2 separate regions of the Hordeum vulgare genome follow, and region 2 is linked to region 1. Evidence: chromatin contacts called from public Hi-C data. All regions are on one chromosome and are shown on one strand. Each heading gives the region's core, a stretch centred on a gene start, on an enhancer-like site or on the middle of the called end of the contact. The rest is flanking DNA. Distances are from core to core; before and after follow the strand shown. Region 1 has its middle 12 kb from the start of LOC123398640. Region 2 has its middle 63 kb from the start of LOC123399456.

Region 1 (3,491 bases), core at 646-3,145:
CAAGTCGAACATTATTTCTCTTGACGTAGTAGGCTAGTAGGAGTACTAGCTTAGCTGTTCGCATGAAACACGGAATGTCCAGTTCAGGCAACAATCCAGTGAAAATCTTGTGAAGATCCTGCAGCGTATTGGACGACTTTTTTTGTTTTTTGAGGAAAGCGTACTGGACTACTGGTGCTGCCGGACAGTAGCAGGCTGCCTAGCCATTGAGGTTTTTTTTTTTCTAGGGAGCTAGTTGCCTGCCACTTTCATGTTTTTTTTTGAGTAACCATGTTTTTTCTTTTGAAAGGGCCACTTTCATGTTTCATCATTCGTGTCGTGCTAGATTTTGTTTTCAAGGAGTAGTGGACCGAGACAGGCCAGACTGGCTATACAATTTGTTCTTTGAGAAAGAAAAAATTAGATTATACTAGACCCCGGTCTAGTTTAGTTCATACATCATGTTAATAACGGAGACCTCCTCGGGTGCCCCTATGTCTTGCATTCAACAGGAAACCCTCACTAAAGGGTGTCGCGAGTTCGGTCGATCCAGGCACGCGGGAATCAATAGCCTTGTTTTATGTTTTTTATGTTTTTTCTTTTTTTACTTTGGTTTATACTTTAAAATATATTAAATAAACACATTGAAAAAATCACCCTACATAAGACAATTGAAATTTTTTTATCAAGCTTTAAATAATGTAAAAAGTGTATAGAGAGAATGTTTATCATGAACACTAAAAATGTATACAATAAAGTAAAATGTGTATAAAAATAATTGATCATGTATTGAAACAAAGTTAATCAAGCATTTGAAAAAAGGTTGAACAAGTGTTTTCAAAATGTTAAGCAAGCATTTAGAAAATGAGAAATGTGCACAAAAAAAATGGCCGTGTACATAAAAATGGTAATCAATCATTTAAAAAATATTGAGAAAGTACTTGAAAAATGTTAAATGTCCATAGAAAAATGTTGACCATGTATAAAAAATCATGAAAAAATTGATCACATAAAAAAACTAATCAATAATTTCGGAAAAATGTGGAAAAGGTATTTCAAAAATACTAATCAAGCATTTGAATTTTGTATGTGTTTAGAAACAATGATAACCATGTGTCGAAAAATTAATATTGCATCTATAAAGTATCATTCAAGCATTTCAAAAATGCTAAATGTGCATAGGAAAATTGTTGATCTTGTATCTGAAAAATGTAAATCCTGCATTTGAAAAAGTTAAAAAGTGTGTATAGGAACAATGTTTACCATTTATTCAGCAAATGTTAACCTTGTGTTATAATAATGTCAATGAAGCATTTGAAAAATGTTTACAATGTGTATAGAAACAATGTTGACCATGAATTAAAAAATGTTAAATTTGTATTTGATTTTTTCTAAAGGTATTAGAAAATTTTGTTGACATATAAAAAGTAGAATGAAAACCAAAATAAACAAAGAAAGCCGAAAAAATTAAAATCGAAAAAGAAACGAAATGAACCAAGGAAAAAAAGAAATCAAAAAAGTAAGAAACAAATGCAAAACTGAATGAAAAACCCGGAGAAGGAACAAAATAAAACGGAAAAATAAAGAAATAAATAAAAGCAAAGTAACACAACTTTTAAAAAAATAAAAAAGAGAAAAACAATGGGAAAAACCCGAAAAAAACCTAGGAAAAAAGCGGAAGAAACCGTGGAAAACCCGTCCCATCAGAAAGTTAAGGCAAGCCCAGTAGCTAGCCACGCTTGCCCTTAATGTGGAGACCCGGATCTAATCCCCTGTGCGCTCCCTTTTCTCCTATCTTTTTCCATTATTAACTATGCGCAAATGGGCCGACCCCTTCAGCGAGACATCCTATCATCTCGCTTGATGTGAGATATAGTCGCCGGGTACCTCCTCTTCGGCACTCTTAGCGGTGGTTACTGGTTAGCATTGCTAGAGCTCATAGGCAACTCGTAGCGGGCCAGCCCATTGACTTGCTCTAGAAAACGAAATCTAATCACTAGCTAAAAAAATCAATCTCGCCAATTATCAATTAGGGAAGTAGCAGGATTGGAACCGGACACGACAATATAGATGGTCGTAGCCAATAACCACTAGGTCGTGCTCATTTAGTTGTCCACTATCAGGAAACAGTACCATTTGACCCGTGCTTCAGTTAACATATACAATCATATACCCAACATAATTTATTTAAAGCTAGAGCATAAATAAAAAAATGTATTTCTAAAAACTATTGTAAACAAATACTAATTTAAAAAAAGGCCACCAATTTGAAAAAAAGGTTATAGAAATTGAAAAAATCTCATGGAAATGAAAAATGCTCGTGAATTTGAGAAAAGTTCATGCATTAGGAAAAATCATGAACATGACAAAAGTTCAGGAATTTTGAAAAAAATCATGAAATTCTTAATAATTGCATGAAATTTGGTGTAAGTTAGCGAATTTGAAAAATATCACGGACAAAATAGTTTACGCACTTGAAAAAAGCTCATCAATTTAAAAAAAAAAAGTTCGATGATTTGAAGAAAAGTTTGCAAATTTGTAACCAAAGTTCATCTATTTTTGAAGAAAGTTCATTGATTTTGAAAAATATTCATAAATTTAGAAAAAAATGTTCATGAACCTAAAGTAAGTCCACACACCAAAAAAACTGAGTGAAAACGAAAGAAATTCAGCCAAAGAAAAACCAGAGTCACCTTTTTAGTGTTACGAGGTGACATATAACAAAGAAGGAAAAACATATGTCAGCCATGGAAGGATGTGTCCCAAGTGGTTATCCCGGTTAGTTATGAAGTGTGAGTTCATTGAATCCCACATATTGCCACTTGTTGAAGTTCTGAGGAAATGAGAAAAACAATGTAAGTCCCCTGTGGTTTGGAGAAATCCCATTGGTTTGGAGAAATTTTGTAGGATTTCTATCTTTTTTTTTCTTTAGAGCCCTTTGGTTTATAGGAATGAAATACTACTCCTGTGGAGGAATTCTTCCTACCCTCCACAATTTATATAAAAATAAAAATTAGCATAGATTTAATAAAAAAACTATGGTGTGGATTAAAGGGCATCTCCTTCACTATTCCTATTCATAGGATTTAAGATACATATAATCTTATTTCTTATGACTTTTCTATTCCTCTAAGTTTCCTACCCTATGAACTAAAGGAAATCTAAATGGTCCAAGCCCATGTTGGTGGAGTGCGTGCACCCGTTTCTAGAATAGGTTCTATCTGCGCTCAAGGTTCCCCGCATTTTTTTATGAATGTGCCATCAGCATACATTAAAAATTATTTATTATGTGTTAAAAAGTTTAATTGCATGTTTGGAAATGTTCAAAATTATTCATTGCCTGCTTATAAACTGACATGCTCTAATAGAATGTTTTTCTTTGAAAGAAAAGGAAAGTTAGGGAGTAAATGAACCAGACATGGCCTAGCACACAAAGAATGAAAACCAAAAGAGTAACAACCAACGGTAAAACGACAAAGAAAACCATGGTAAATAAAGAACAAAACAACTGA
Region 2 (3,491 bases), core at 263-2,762, 660 kb before region 1:
GACGCAAACCTGAAAGCTTTCTTGCGAGCGACGAGAACCCCAGTAGTGCCCGTGCAACGGACCGAACCAGCGCAAGATGGGAGAGTGGTGGGAAGGAAAGCAGGGTCAAGAAGCCACGCATTCTCAAAGAAAAAGCGGATGGGGCGGATTTTTGGTGGACACAGAGACAAGGAGCGGGACGTGATCGGGAGTGGTGCGGGGGAGCGAAGCGAGGGACGTTTTTGAAAGCCTGTGATTCCACACGTTATCGAAGAATGCACGATCAAGATCCTTTTGATACATGTTGGCGTCACAGAGGGGGGCTCCATAAAATTTTGATTTCTTCATCTCAGGAAAGAAGACCTGATTAAAACCGTCCACACTTCCTGGACATAAGAGTTTAGAGTTGTATTGAGATTGAACATAGGATGAATCGTTTTATTCTCAATTCCTTGTTTGACGCATGATAGGAATTATGTGAGAGAATTTTAGAAAAAACTACATTCACTTGTTTAGTTTGTGGCAATTGACGATGGAATAGATAAGAAAAGTTAACACAAGTCATAATGAAGGATCAAAATTGACCCATTAACAAAATTTCCTTCCAACTCACACGCCTTCCTCTATTAATAAAATGATAGGAAATGAAATATCAAGTCCCATGATTGTTTCCTTATGAATTTTCAATCCCTCTAACTAAACAGTAGACTTAAAATCTCATACCCCTTAAATTCTCATTTCCTAACTTCAATTACCCCAACCAAACACATTGTAAGTGACCTAAAACGTCGTACTGCAAGCACCCGTTCATAAAAAAAACACCTCACGCGTAAGCCTGTCAAGCCGGCGCATGATCTCTTGCCAAATTCAGTCGCCTTTCTCGATTTAACTTCTATGTAAGAGTATCTACAGCCGGACTTCTCAAATGATCTCTGGTATGTCTGCATGCAAACGCGTCCGGTTAATGAGTGGACAGAAGAGAGAAAAAAATGATTTAATTGGACTCTCCATATCATTTCTATACGTCAATGTTGTCCACAAACCCTCATATCCATCTGAAATATGGGAAGGATATGAGAGCTTGCGGACACGTCCGGACGCGTCGGATCAGTCCGTCACGTAGGACGCAACCGCACCTTGGACCATTTTTTTATTCATTTTTTCTATCTCTTTTTACCTCTTCATCAATCATGTACAAGTAATCGGACATATATAAAGAAGAAAAATGAAAAGTGTGGTTGCGCGGAACACGTTCGGGTCCGTCACTAATTGGGTACGTCCGCGGAGGGTAGTGACCTGGATATTCACGCACCCCCACAAGACAGGACGCGCCACAGCGATGCTTGGGCTATACGGACGAGACACACACACAAGGGTCGATCCTCGCGCGTGCGGCATCCTCGTCGGACGGATCCCCTCGGATGGCGACTCCGAGTCGTCATCGCGAGCGGCAGCTCCAACCAAGAGCGACGCGATGCCTCCTACGTGGTGCGGAACGCGAGCTAAAATCTTTGGACCCCGTAAGCAGAAAAGAGGATAAGAAGATTTGTCCTGCGATCCCCACGTTTCATCCTGCTAATCGAGCGAACACACACAGCGCACCGAGGAGACGAAAATGACTGTGATCACCGGAGCACGGCGCGCGTCGTTCTCGTCCGGGAGCCGGAGCTAGCTGCTAGCCACGGCATCCAGGCCAGGACGTAGCGGCACGGCCCCGTGCGGCCCCAAACCCGCTCACGCCTCTCCGCGCCACCACACAGGGACAGATGCTCCTTCACAAATCTCGGGATTTTTGTTGCCCGCCATTGTGGCGCGCCTATCTCTTCCTTCTTTTGGGAGTTCTGGGGAGCCCGGACACCGCCGTATTTGGCATGCGAAAACGAATTTTTGTCAAAAAAAAAAATCATTAGCCGAATGTTATTGTTAAAAAAAACCATGTGGTATGAAATGCGAGAAGAGACCTTCATTTTTCGTGGCGGCAGGCGCGCCGGGTGACGCGTGACACCTGCCGCCACGGGCCGAGGCGGCTAGGCCCCGCTGCCACCCGGCGAGGCGCCCGGCCGGGCAGGTGGCATCTGCCGCCAGCGCTTGAGGCGACCGGCCAGATGATGTGCATGGCGTACAATTTGAGCATGCATGGCCGTGATGGGCAGCCAGCGATTGAGGCATGCATGTACGCGAGCATGGGCAGCCTGCCGCCTCGAGTGCTGGCGGCAGGTGCCACCTGCCCGGCCGGGTGACGGCGGGGCCCAGCCGTCTCGGCCCGTGACGGCAGGTGCCACGCGTCACCTCGCGTGTCTGCCGTCACGAAAAATGGGGGTCTCTTCTCGTATTTCGTATCGCGTGTGGTCTTTTTTAACAGTAATATTCGGCTAGTGGTCTTTTTAAATTAAAATTCTGCGAAAACCAGTTCAAATATCCGTGTTTTCATCCAGATAATGATAAAATGTCAGGTTTTATCCGTCCATCATATAACTGCAGCCGTTCGACCGATGCGGGGAGGTTATGTATGTGTGGCTGCGAGTGCGGCGTGGACTCCCTGTTTCGGCGGCGAGCTCGACCGCCGGCGACCTGTGCGGGCGCGCGTTGAAATTCCGGAGGAGATTCGGATCGAAGATGGCGTGTACACACTGGAAGCCGGAGTTGCACGCATCTGCTCTCGGCGTTGCGAAATGGTGGCCGGATGGAGGAGATATGGATTTGGTCGTGCCGCCGACTCCACACGACCACCGAGGCACTGACCACAGGTAGTGCGTCGCCGTGTGCCAACTCCAGCCACTCGCGAGTATGCAGTACAGCATAGGATCGACAACTAGGGTATGCAGGATAGCATGGGATAGAAACAGTGACATGGATAACCCATTACGGTGTGTGGTTTATAAAACATCATACTACCTTCGTTTTTAAATATAAGCTTTTCAGATACTTCCTCCGTCCGGAAATACTTGTTCTAGAAATAGATGTATCTAGATTTATTTTAGTTATAGATACATCCATTTTGTACATTTCTAGGACAAGTATTTTCGGACGGAGGGAGTATTTAATAAAAAGACTACATACAAATATATATAGACATATTTTAGAGTGTAGATTTTTTTATACAATCCTCTAATAAGTCTCTATAAAGACTTATATTTGAAAAACAGAGGGAGCAAAAGGTGACGCGCCCACATGTGACATGCGTCAACATGGTTCATACATTTTCATAATCATCAATCTTGCTATATCAAACATATGATATTAACGAAAACTTTTTAATTTTTAAACTTAAATAAGTTTTATCTTTTAAATAAAAAATCCAATTAAAAATTGTTTTTCATCGTTAAATCTGTCTCGACGCAATCTTTAAAACTAGGTCCCATATTAATATGTTTCGACGATCTTTTTTAGGTTAAAAGTTGCCGTGATGTTTACACTAAAATTGTCATAGCGTTTACAATAAAGTTAGCACTGCATGTTTCATCTAGCTTTTTGTTCTAGATTCAAATCTACAATTGTATTTCAACTACTTT

Evidence for each region. A called contact is a pair of places that touch in the nucleus more often than the background predicts.
Region 2: a contact with region 1 is called in a Hi-C map of leaf, with 3 times the contacts expected there. The contact joins two enhancer-like sites. A contact is called at or near these places in 2 of 6 Hi-C or Micro-C datasets (leaf and seedling).

Annotation. Positions count from the first base shown.
Region 1 is chr5H:459,455,550-459,459,040 of MorexV3_pseudomolecules_assembly, reverse strand. No RefSeq gene overlaps it. Among protein-coding and RNA genes, the nearest start is that of LOC123398640, 12 kb to the right of the region's middle. Within about 2 kb of position 1,895, at least 3 of the 3 cell types and tissues checked have open chromatin away from gene starts, as enhancers often do. A contact at or near this core is called in leaf, where this site is marked.
Region 2 is chr5H:460,114,587-460,118,077 of MorexV3_pseudomolecules_assembly, reverse strand. No RefSeq gene overlaps it. Among protein-coding and RNA genes, the nearest start is that of LOC123399456, 63 kb to the left of the region's middle. Within about 2 kb of position 1,512, at least 1 of the 3 cell types and tissues checked has open chromatin away from gene starts, as enhancers often do. A contact at or near this core is called in leaf, where this site is marked.